2 separate regions of the Sus scrofa genome follow, and region 2 is linked to region 1. A link is a contact called in public promoter capture Hi-C data. All regions are on one chromosome and are shown on one strand. The core of a region is the stretch at or near the end of the contact, and the rest is flanking DNA. Distances in the headings are between cores, read along the strand shown. Region 1 holds the start of HS1BP3 (HCLS1-binding protein 3). Region 2 holds the start of TTC32 (tetratricopeptide repeat protein 32).

The links. Promoter capture Hi-C pulls out the DNA fragments that hold promoters and counts their contacts.
Region 2: a contact with region 1 is called in a promoter capture Hi-C map of liver, with 7 times the contacts expected there. The contact joins the promoter of TTC32 here to the promoter of HS1BP3 in region 1. A contact is called at or near these places in 1 of 5 promoter capture datasets (liver), 6 of 47 Hi-C or Micro-C datasets (alveolar macrophages, embryonic fibroblasts, heart right ventricle and 2 more) and 2 of 2 datasets of contacts at active chromatin or transcription factors (alveolar macrophages and skeletal muscle).

The regions. Positions count from the first base shown.
Region 1 is chr3:117,606,762-117,611,363 of Sscrofa11.1, forward strand. It overlaps HS1BP3 (HCLS1-binding protein 3), which reads left to right and starts at 2,226. Exons shown (of 7, transcript XM_003354913.5): 1 at 2,226-2,337. The coding sequence starts at 2,306. LOC102157748 (a long non-coding RNA gene) reads right to left here and starts at 2,164. Exons shown (of 4, transcript XR_002342833.1): 1 at 1,830-2,164; 2 at 374-593.
Region 2 is chr3:118,270,364-118,274,965 of Sscrofa11.1, forward strand. It overlaps TTC32 (tetratricopeptide repeat protein 32), which reads left to right and starts at 2,750. Exons shown (of 4, transcript XM_003125338.3): 1 at 2,750-2,798; 2 at 2,801-2,900. The coding sequence starts at 2,750. WDR35 (WD repeat-containing protein 35) reads left to right here. Exons shown (of 29, transcript XM_021087811.1): 27 at 1-2,900.

The DNA.
Region 1 (4,602 bases), core at 976-3,475:
TTCTCTTTGTAAGGTCTCTTTGCAAGAACCTCTGTATAGATGGCAGAATTAGGTCACATGGCACCTTCTAACTGTAAGGGAGGTTTAGAGCCTGAGTGCTTTACCTATGCAGCCTCTGTGACAGTAAAAGGCAAAGAGGAAGAGGCTGTGAATGGCTTTGGGGCAGCTCATCTACAGAGTCTGCCATACATTTCCTCTTATTTCAGTCACCTGTTTTCTCATTTAATTCACAGCAGTGCTATGAGTTAAAAGTTCTATTTTACCAATGAGAAAACCAAGGCCAAAGAGTACCCACTTTTTCATGCCCCACGTCTGGCACCACATCCACCTGGAAGAACCCCTGTCTGCCCCAACCCCTAGCTGAGCTGCTTACATGCCATTCCCCGTGCACCCTGGGCCTGCCCTCGTGTGGACAGCTCCACCTGTTCCCGAGTGGCATGTGAGCCCCGCAAGGGAGGCCTGTGTCTTCTGCATTCCCAGGGCCTGGCGAGGTCACAGGCTCAGAGCTGTGCCCAGGAGCGTTCGCCGAGTGACAAATGAGGTGGTAGCTCTGCTCAACCTGACTGCCAGCCCCATGAGGTGCCAAAGCATCACTGTAGAAGACAGAGACACATCAGCGGGTCCCCAGAAGACCCACCCCACCAGAAACCATGGCAGTGCTGGTGCACAGCGGCATGGCCAGAATTCAGATTAGACCCCCTGCTGGCTGTGGTGTCTCTAACTGACCGCACTGCCTCTGAGGTCCAGTGACGTCCCTGGGGGTGACTGAGGCCCGGAGCGCTCCTCCCAGGGCAGCAAGAAGGGGGACTATAAGCTCCTCCGCAATGTGGTTTGCGTTACCGCAGCTTCAGCCATGGAAGGGGCTCCTCGAGTCAGGCAGGAAGCAGAAAATATCAGATTTAGATTCCACATTCCATGCATTGTATACAATTATCCGCTGGAGCCACATAGGGGCACGTGGGACCCACAGAGGCAGAAAATGGGATTGTTCTCCGGGACAGGGTTACTCTTTCATGGGAACCAGTGGTATTCTTGGCCGGCGCCAGGTGTGCCAAGGCCCCCAGCGGTGTGCACTCTGGAATCCTGGGGCCTGCAAGGTATTGGCGACAGGCAGGCTACACATTAGAGCAACACAAACACACTGCTGGTCACTAGGACCCAGGCCCTGAGCTAAGCGTTTTGCAGGCAGTTGCAAAAGAGCTGGCGAACTCGTTGACCAGAGTTCCAAGGTGGTGCAGGTGGGGCGGGAGGCTGGTTCTTTGGGAAAATGCAGTCAAGCAGAAGCCCCTCCTGCTCCTGCCAGAGGGCAGGGAACAGCCCTGGGACTTGGGGTCAGAAGAAAGGAGGAGAGGGCACCTGGGAGAGAGATCTGCACCCAGAGAGGGGGTTCAGTAGCTCTCTAAGAAGGAAACTTGGGGTGACGAAGTCTGTCTCCTTGACTAAGCTTTAGATTCTTCTGTACCTTCTCTTAGCTGAGCCTGGACTTTGGTCCCTGCCCTGTCCTTGGCCAGCCCAGCCCAGTCTCAGGCAGAATCCTGCTCCCTCAGTTTAGAGAGAATCCCCACCCGGGATATCTGATCCCTCTGAACCAGCGCCTCCTCCCCCACCCCCTCTAAGCCCTTGGGCCTGCCTTCAGCAAGAAGCCCCTACCCGACCCTCACCTACTCCTGAGCCCTCTCCCCACTGACCCAGCTGCAGGAGTCTTGAAGAGCGTCTTCCTGTCTGTTTTAACAAGCCTCAGAACAAGGCCCCCTAAGTGAGGGAGAAGAAAGACCCCGAGTTCCCAGCAGCTTTTGCTGGACAGGCCCGGTTGGCCCCTGGAAGCTCACCCCTCACGGAGGGCTCTAATTTATCTGCCGGTTCTGTCACCTCATTGGAGCCTCCTAACATCTCTCTGAGCATCCCTGGGGCCGTGGCCGCCCATGCCCTGTTTCATCAAAGCTCAGAACGTCTGAAGCAGGGTCCTGGGCGCTCCGATGCTTGCACCTGGCGCTGTCACTAATAACGAGAGGCCCACACCAGGACGAGGACGTGCGTGCGAGCAGGACGGCTCGGACATAGGGTCGCGGGGGCCGCTCAGCTCCGGGGGCCCGCGGACGCCCTCCGCCCTCAGTCCCTGCGCAGAGGTCCAGCAAGGCCCGCAAACGCACCGGCCGAGCGCTGCGCGTCCGGCCCAGCGCGGTGGCCGCTAGGCGGCGGGCCGGGGCCGGGCCGGGCCGGGGCGGGCGGGGCGCGGGGCGGGGACGCGGCGACGCCGGCGCCTGCGGGTCCCGTGACCGCGCGCCCCGCCCGGAGCCTCGCCGTCATGCAGTCCCCGGCGGTGCTCGTCACCTCCAGGTGAGCCCGACCCCGCACCTGGCGCCGCGTCTCAGGCAGCGTGGAGTCGGGGGCTCGGGGGCCCGGGAGCCGCGGCCGGTTGCTCCCAGGGCGCGGGAGCCGGCAGAGGCAGCGGCTCCCGGGCTCCCGGTCTGCCGCCCAGGCTCCCCAGCGCGGGGGCCGTTGACCCGGGCTCGGCCCCTCCACCGCCCCGCGGGAGAAGCGGGCAGCTGCGAGTGCCCCCGTTTTACAGATGGGGAAACTGAGGCCTCCCCCCCCCCGCAAGGGCTAATGAACTCACCCAAGACCCACTGGAAGGACTGGACGGGCAGGTCCCGCGCAGGCGGGCAAAGAGGGAGGCTCACTTCTCCCCTTTCCTGTCCATCTGCCTTCATTTCTTTTCGGGAACCTAGTTTTGTATCTTTTCAGCGCTCATCGTGTGTACGGCCCAGTGCACGGCAGTGGGGACGGGGTGAACCGGGCAAGGCTGGGCCCAGCAGGGGAAACAAGGATGGAGGCAGACCGATGCTGAGACAGGGTCGTGGGTTCCGGTCGCCATGGGAACACAGGGCAGGGTGTAACCCCGGCTTCTGGGAGGCAGTGAATGAAGCCAGGCTCTGCTGGAGGAGTGGGCATGAACCAGGTGAGGGGGGAGAAGAGGAGGCGGCTGCTCCAACAGGTGGCTCAGACAAGTGCAGTTTGAGCAGAGGCCTTGGCAGGGTCCCTGGAGGCAGAGGATGCAGTGTGGGCCCACCCTGGTTCCGGGTGGAGGACTCAGCGCAGAACAGATCCTGGAAAGGCTGCGATGTCCGTGCTTTTACTTCCCCCCTTTCTAATATCTGTCTAGCCACTCACTGCAACTATTTTCATATACTCCACCCTGTTCCCTCTACACAAGATCTTGGACTAAGGCATCAGTCTCTTACACAAATGAGTGGTGTTTTTCCAGCTGCAGTCTGAACATCCCTGTGCCCTCAGGCTGGTCTAGAAAAGTACGATTCTTTAATCGAACCTTGATGTCAGCCCTTGCTTGGTGTCCTCTGCCTGGTTGCTGGTCATGTCCTCGTTGGCAGAAGCGTCCCTAGTGCCACACAGCTCACCCCCACCCCCTCTCGCTGAGTCTCAGTTTCCTTTTCTGCAAAAAGGGCGTTTGAGGTTGGCAGGTGTGAGCAGACCAATGAGGGTGTGACTTTGGCGCTGGGAGCTGGGGTAGCAGGTGGATGGCTTCCCTCACTGCCCCGCCTGCACGGGGCTTCTTCACAGATGCTGGGGCTGGTGGTGAAGGCCAGGTGAGTGGTTCTAGGATACAGCAGTGAACCCCTTTCCCAAACTTCCATGGGGCAGGTGGACAGTGGGTAAATGCGTGGTGTGTAGGGGGGGTAAATGGTGTGAAGGAAAATAAAGGGATGGGGAAAGAGTGTGCTAGGAGGAGGGCGTGGCGTGGGCTGGGAGGGTCTTTCTGAGAGAGTGGCGGGTGGGCAGGTGCCTGACAAACGAAAGGGCAATTTTAAGAAAGAATGTACTGGGCAGAGGGCACAGCAGGAGCCAAGGTTCTGGGGCAGAGGGGTGCTTGGGCCCCAGCGAGGAGGCCACTGTGGCCCGAGGGGAGTGAGGCAGGAAGAGTGTCGAGGGATGTGGCGCAGAGCTGGGGGCCTGGGGGCAGGGGACCGTCCAGATAGGCCTCCCCGGCTGAGGTGTCACAAAGGGCCGCTGTGCTGTGCTGACGGGAGGTGGGTGAGCTGGGCGCAGCGAGGAGGCCCTTCAGGAGACGCTGGCAGTGATCCACTGAGAGCTGATGGTAGCTTGGTCCAGCGTGACGGTGGCAGGGAAGGTGAGAAGTATCTGGGTTCTGGCTATGGTGCGAAGGTTGAGCTTTCAGGGGGTTTTAATAATTGGCTCTGAGAACAAGAAAAAGGAGTCAAGGAGTTCCCGTTGTGTCTCAGTGGGCTAAGAACCCAACACAGTGTTCGGGTGTTCAATCCCTGGCCTTGCTCAGTGGGTTAAGAATCCAGCGTTGCCACAAGCTGTGGCGTATGTCACAGCCGTGCCCTCGGATCCCGTGTCACTGTGGCTGTGGCTGTGGGGTAGGCTGGCAGCTGCAGCTCTGATGCGACCCCTGGCCTGGGAACTTCCATGTGCCGCAGGTGCAGCCCAAAAAAGAAAAGAAAGAGGAGTCAAGATGGACTGCAAGGCCTTTGTCCTGACTGTCTAAAAAAGTGAAGTTGCAGCGGCCCCGACGGGAGACTGAAGAGGGCGGGTTTGGGGGAAAGGTGGGAATCACTGCTG
Region 2 (4,602 bases), core at 1,500-3,999, 660 kb after region 1:
TAGCAGCTGTAAGGGTGCAGTGTGTTAACACTGCATAATATATTAACAGTCAGAGAAAATCTGGGGGGTGTTGCGACTGTCTACCTTATACACTTAGTAGCACAAGGGTATGACAAGCCCTGCAAGTGGAGGAAAACCTCAGGGGTTCTCGGCTGCTGACAGAATCTCCCCTTGACTTCAGACTTAGGACAAACTGGGGAGTCTGTCAGTATACAAAACCACTGACTTTAAGACAGACTAGGAGTTCCCATCTTGGCGCAGTGGAAATAAATCCGACTGGGAACCATAAGGTTGCAGGTTCAATCCCTGGGTCTCGCTCAGTGGGGCTAAGGATCCAGCATTGCTGTGAACTATGGTGTAGGTCAGCAGCTGTAGCTCCAATTCAACCCCTAGCAAGAGCCAATTCAGATTGTGGGGGCCAGTCTGAAGTGAGCATGGTCGGCTGGAGGCTGGAAGTGTTGCAGCTCAAGTCCAGGATCTGCAGATTAGAGCAGCAGGCTAGAGACAGAATGGTTAGTGCATTCTTCTCAAATTGCTTGTTCCGAAACAAGTTCCCAAGACACTTTTCCCAAACAGAGTATTAATTGTTATTTATTTTTACTGCCCCAGTCAGTGACAGGGAGTCTTTACTGAGGCTCCACAGCCATGGGGCTCAGGCAGGAGGCTGCCCTGTGGGGGAAGGAAGAGCCCATGGAGAAGGCTTATTCAACTACTTGGGGTACAGGTTGTGGTGGTGGTTACATTTCTTGAGGCAGATGGGGTTGCAGGTGAACACGACACTCTCAGCAGGTCATCTTGTAGCTGTATTTTGGGGTGAGCTGGCTGAGGGAAGTCTTGATGCTGCCACCCTGCAGGCAAAGCCCCAAGTGCAGGTGGACTGTGTGGAAGACAGGCGAGAGTCAGAGAGGGACAGCAGCTGAGCCGGGTTCCAGCACCTCAGTCGCTGGGCAGGGCCCTCTAGTGTCCTGTAGATCAGAGCTTCTCAGGTGTGATGGAGACACCACGTCAGAATCCCTTGGATGGACACACCAGACCAAACCTGCTCCACAGAACCTCCATGTTTACATTCCTCATCCTTATCAGATATGTGATTTGCAAATATTTTCTCTCATTCTCTGGGTTATTTGTTGATAGTCTTTTGCTGCACAAAAGGTTTTAATTTTCATAAAGTCCAGTTTGTCTATTTTTCCTTTCACTGCCTGTCCTTTGGTGTCATACCCAAGAAAACATTGCCAAATTCAGTGTCATGAAGACTTTGCTTTATGTTTTCTTCTGAGAACTTAAAATTTTTAGCTCTTACATTTAGGTCTTTAATCCACCTTGGTTAATTTTTTAATGTGGCATTTAGGTCCATCTTCACTCTTTCCAATAAATGGTTTTTTCAGCACCATTTACTGAAAAGACTGTCTTTATGCAAATCCACACTGTTTTGATTACTGTTGCTTTGATAAGTTTTTAATTCAGTGTGAGTCCCAAACTTTATTCTTTTTCAAGATAGTGACACCATGGGATCCTTAACCCCCTAGGTCACCAGGGAATTCCTCAAGACTGTTTTGGCTATTTGGAATCCATCCCTTGGAATTTCTTATGAATTTTAGGATAGATTTTTATATTTCTGTAAAAATACCATTGGGATTTTGATAGGCATTCCATTGAATCTGTAAATTGCTTTAGTATGAACAAGGGATGTCTATTTATGGCTTTAATTTCCTTCATCAACAATTTGCAGTTTCATTATACAAGTCCTTCTCTCCTTGGTTAATTCCTATGTATTTTATTTTTTAAGGTAATTTTATTTTATTTATTATTAATATTATTTTTGCCTTTTAGGGCTGCATCCATGGCATATGGAGGGTCCCAGGCTAGGAACTAATCAGAGCTACAGCTGCCAGCCTACACCACAGCCACAGCAACGCAGTATCCGAGCTGCATCTGCGACTGCATCTGCGACCTACACCACAGCTCAAACCAACGCTGGATCCTTAACCCACTGAGCGAGGCCAGGGATCGAACCCACAACCTCATGGTTCCTAGTCGGATTCGTTCTGCTGAGCCACTACGGGAACTCCTAAACAGTTCAGTCAATTCCTATACTATTCTGGAGGTTTTAAAAGGTTGAGAAATTTGCAGTCTACGGCCTTGGAGTTAATAAAAGGTTGAGTCTGAAATAAGACTCACGACTATGGGACACTAAGCTCCTGGAATTTCAACACAAAATGTCTCAATGTAATCCAGCCGACTGAAAATACCGTCTAGAGGGCGGACGCAGAACCAGAAAAGTGCTGCGATAACAGTAACTCCACGGGCCGTTTAGCCATTCGTAAAACAAACCAAGGTCTTTTACGCTCCCAGCACGATCAGCCACTGCACCCCGCATCCTCCACCATTCGCTGTAACAACGGGCAAAGCTTCTTGCAACTTCTGACCACGGTCTTAGAAACCAGTCTGGAGCTGCCGATCTACTGCTTCTCTGGAAACGAGGCCAGCGGAAGCACCACTCATCAACAAAACCGCACTTTACAGAAGTGTCTCTGTCCGCACAAGTTTTAAAGTTTCTGAGCCCTCCGGGGGCGGTGTCACTGATCTCGCGAGAAGACGGGTCCGCGGAAGGTACAAACTTCCCCCCTGCTTGCTCCGAGGTTTTGCCTACGCGATAAATTCCGGGGTGGGGGAGTGGCCTTGTGGTGCTGCCTCTAGTCGCTCAGAAATCACCCTCAGTTCTACAAGGAAAGCTAGGTCTCCGACTACTATGGAAGGGCAGCAAGGGCAAGAAAGCCCCGTAACCCTCGCACGTGCCCAGGTCATTTCAAGAAAGGCGAATATGCGGAGGCCGAAGCACTGTACTCCGCTTACATTCGCCAGTGCGCCTGTGCGGGCTCCGAGGGAGCGGCGCCCTGGAGGTAAATATCGCGAGATGTGGGGGTGCGGGGTCTCCGCTAGGTGGGAGTAGCCTGGGTTGTCTGATCTCACCACTCAAGGGTACCTCGGGCATTCGTTTAGTTTCCCGAAGGGCGGTGAAGGGAGTATCCTGGCCCGCGGCCCCTCGCGTTCCTCTGGGACACCCACCGGGGAGTCAGAGCACGGGGGTACCGGCTGCCTTTCAGCTTGAGTGTCTTCATTCCTTGTTACTCTGATCCGGTCTTAGAGCGGATAGCGCTTTTCCAGCTGTCATTTTAACAAGTGGGGTATCTGCGACCTGGTGAGGGCGCGATGCCACGGGTGCCACGCTCGCGCACAAAGTACCGCGACTTCAACCACAGCATCACAGCAGGTGTTTTGTTTTTCACTAATGAAAATAAATTTAGTATGGAAATAGTATAATGGACCTCCAGGTAGCCATCACTGGGCTTAAACATTAGTTCATCCCGGACATAATATTATGCATCCATGGATGTTTCAGGATACATTGTTAGATATTAAGGATTTACAAGGACCTAACCTCGGCATTGGTATCACATATCAAATATCAAATATCCAGCTTTAGAGCTTTCCTGATTGATCCGTAAAATTCTTGCTTTGTTGGTTTGTTTTTAGCTGTTGGTTCCAGTTGGGATGCACATCAAATTCACTGTATAGGGCTCGCCTTCGTTTTTCTGCCTTGCAGTTGATTTGGTGAGGAAACCGAATCATGTGTCCCCAGAGTTTCCCCTATTTCGGATTTGCAGTATTCATCCCCCGATGTCATTTAATAGGGCCCTCTGCCTCCTACATGGCTTGTGAGTTGGTAGTTAAATCCTGAGGTTGACCCAATTCAGATGCAGAGTTGTGGTGAGAGTACTGTTAGAAGTGGTGCTGTGTACTTCCAACAGAGAGCGTGGAATGCCTGTCTTTTTTGTGATGTTAGCAACCTCACCTGCTAATACCTGCTTTCCCAAAGAATCTCAGATTGATGCTTGAAGGTGTAACATTTGCTGTGCTCCAAGTTTTGCTGTGGTTGTTCTTGTTGATGGTGTTGAGTGGTCGGATGAGAAGAGAGAACAAGGAGGGTTTGAATGAACAGCTTTTGACAGTTTCGTGTTGTCTGCATTATCACTCTCCTTTTCCCTCAAGGATTTGACTTTTCTTGACAGGATGTCAGCTTGTCTTATTCCGTTTTTGTTTGTTGTTTTTTTTTTTTTTTTTTTTTTTTTTTTTTTTTTTTGGTCTTTTCTAGGGCCATACCTGAAGCATATAGAGGTTTCCAGGTTAGAGGTGGAATTGGAGCTGTAGCCGTCAGCCTACACCAGGGCCACAGCAACGTGGGATCCGAGTCGCATCTGTGACCTACACCACAGCTCAGGGCAATGCCGATCCTTAACCCCACTGAGCAAGGCCAGGGATCGAACCTGCAATCTCATGGTTCCTAGTCAGATTCATTAACCATTGAGCCACCACGGGAACTCCAGCTTGTCTTATTAGTATGTAGCTTGAGATTCTTCTCCTGTTTGTTAAACTTACATAGGATTAAAGAGAAAATTAAATGACTTTTTCATTTCAATAATACCCTAGAATAATAGTTAATAGAAGTTTTGAAACAAGCAGTAAAATAGTATCACCCCCTGCGCCCCCCCAAAAATTATAACATTTTCTTTTAATATCTAAAAGTGCAGCCTTAGCCATAAA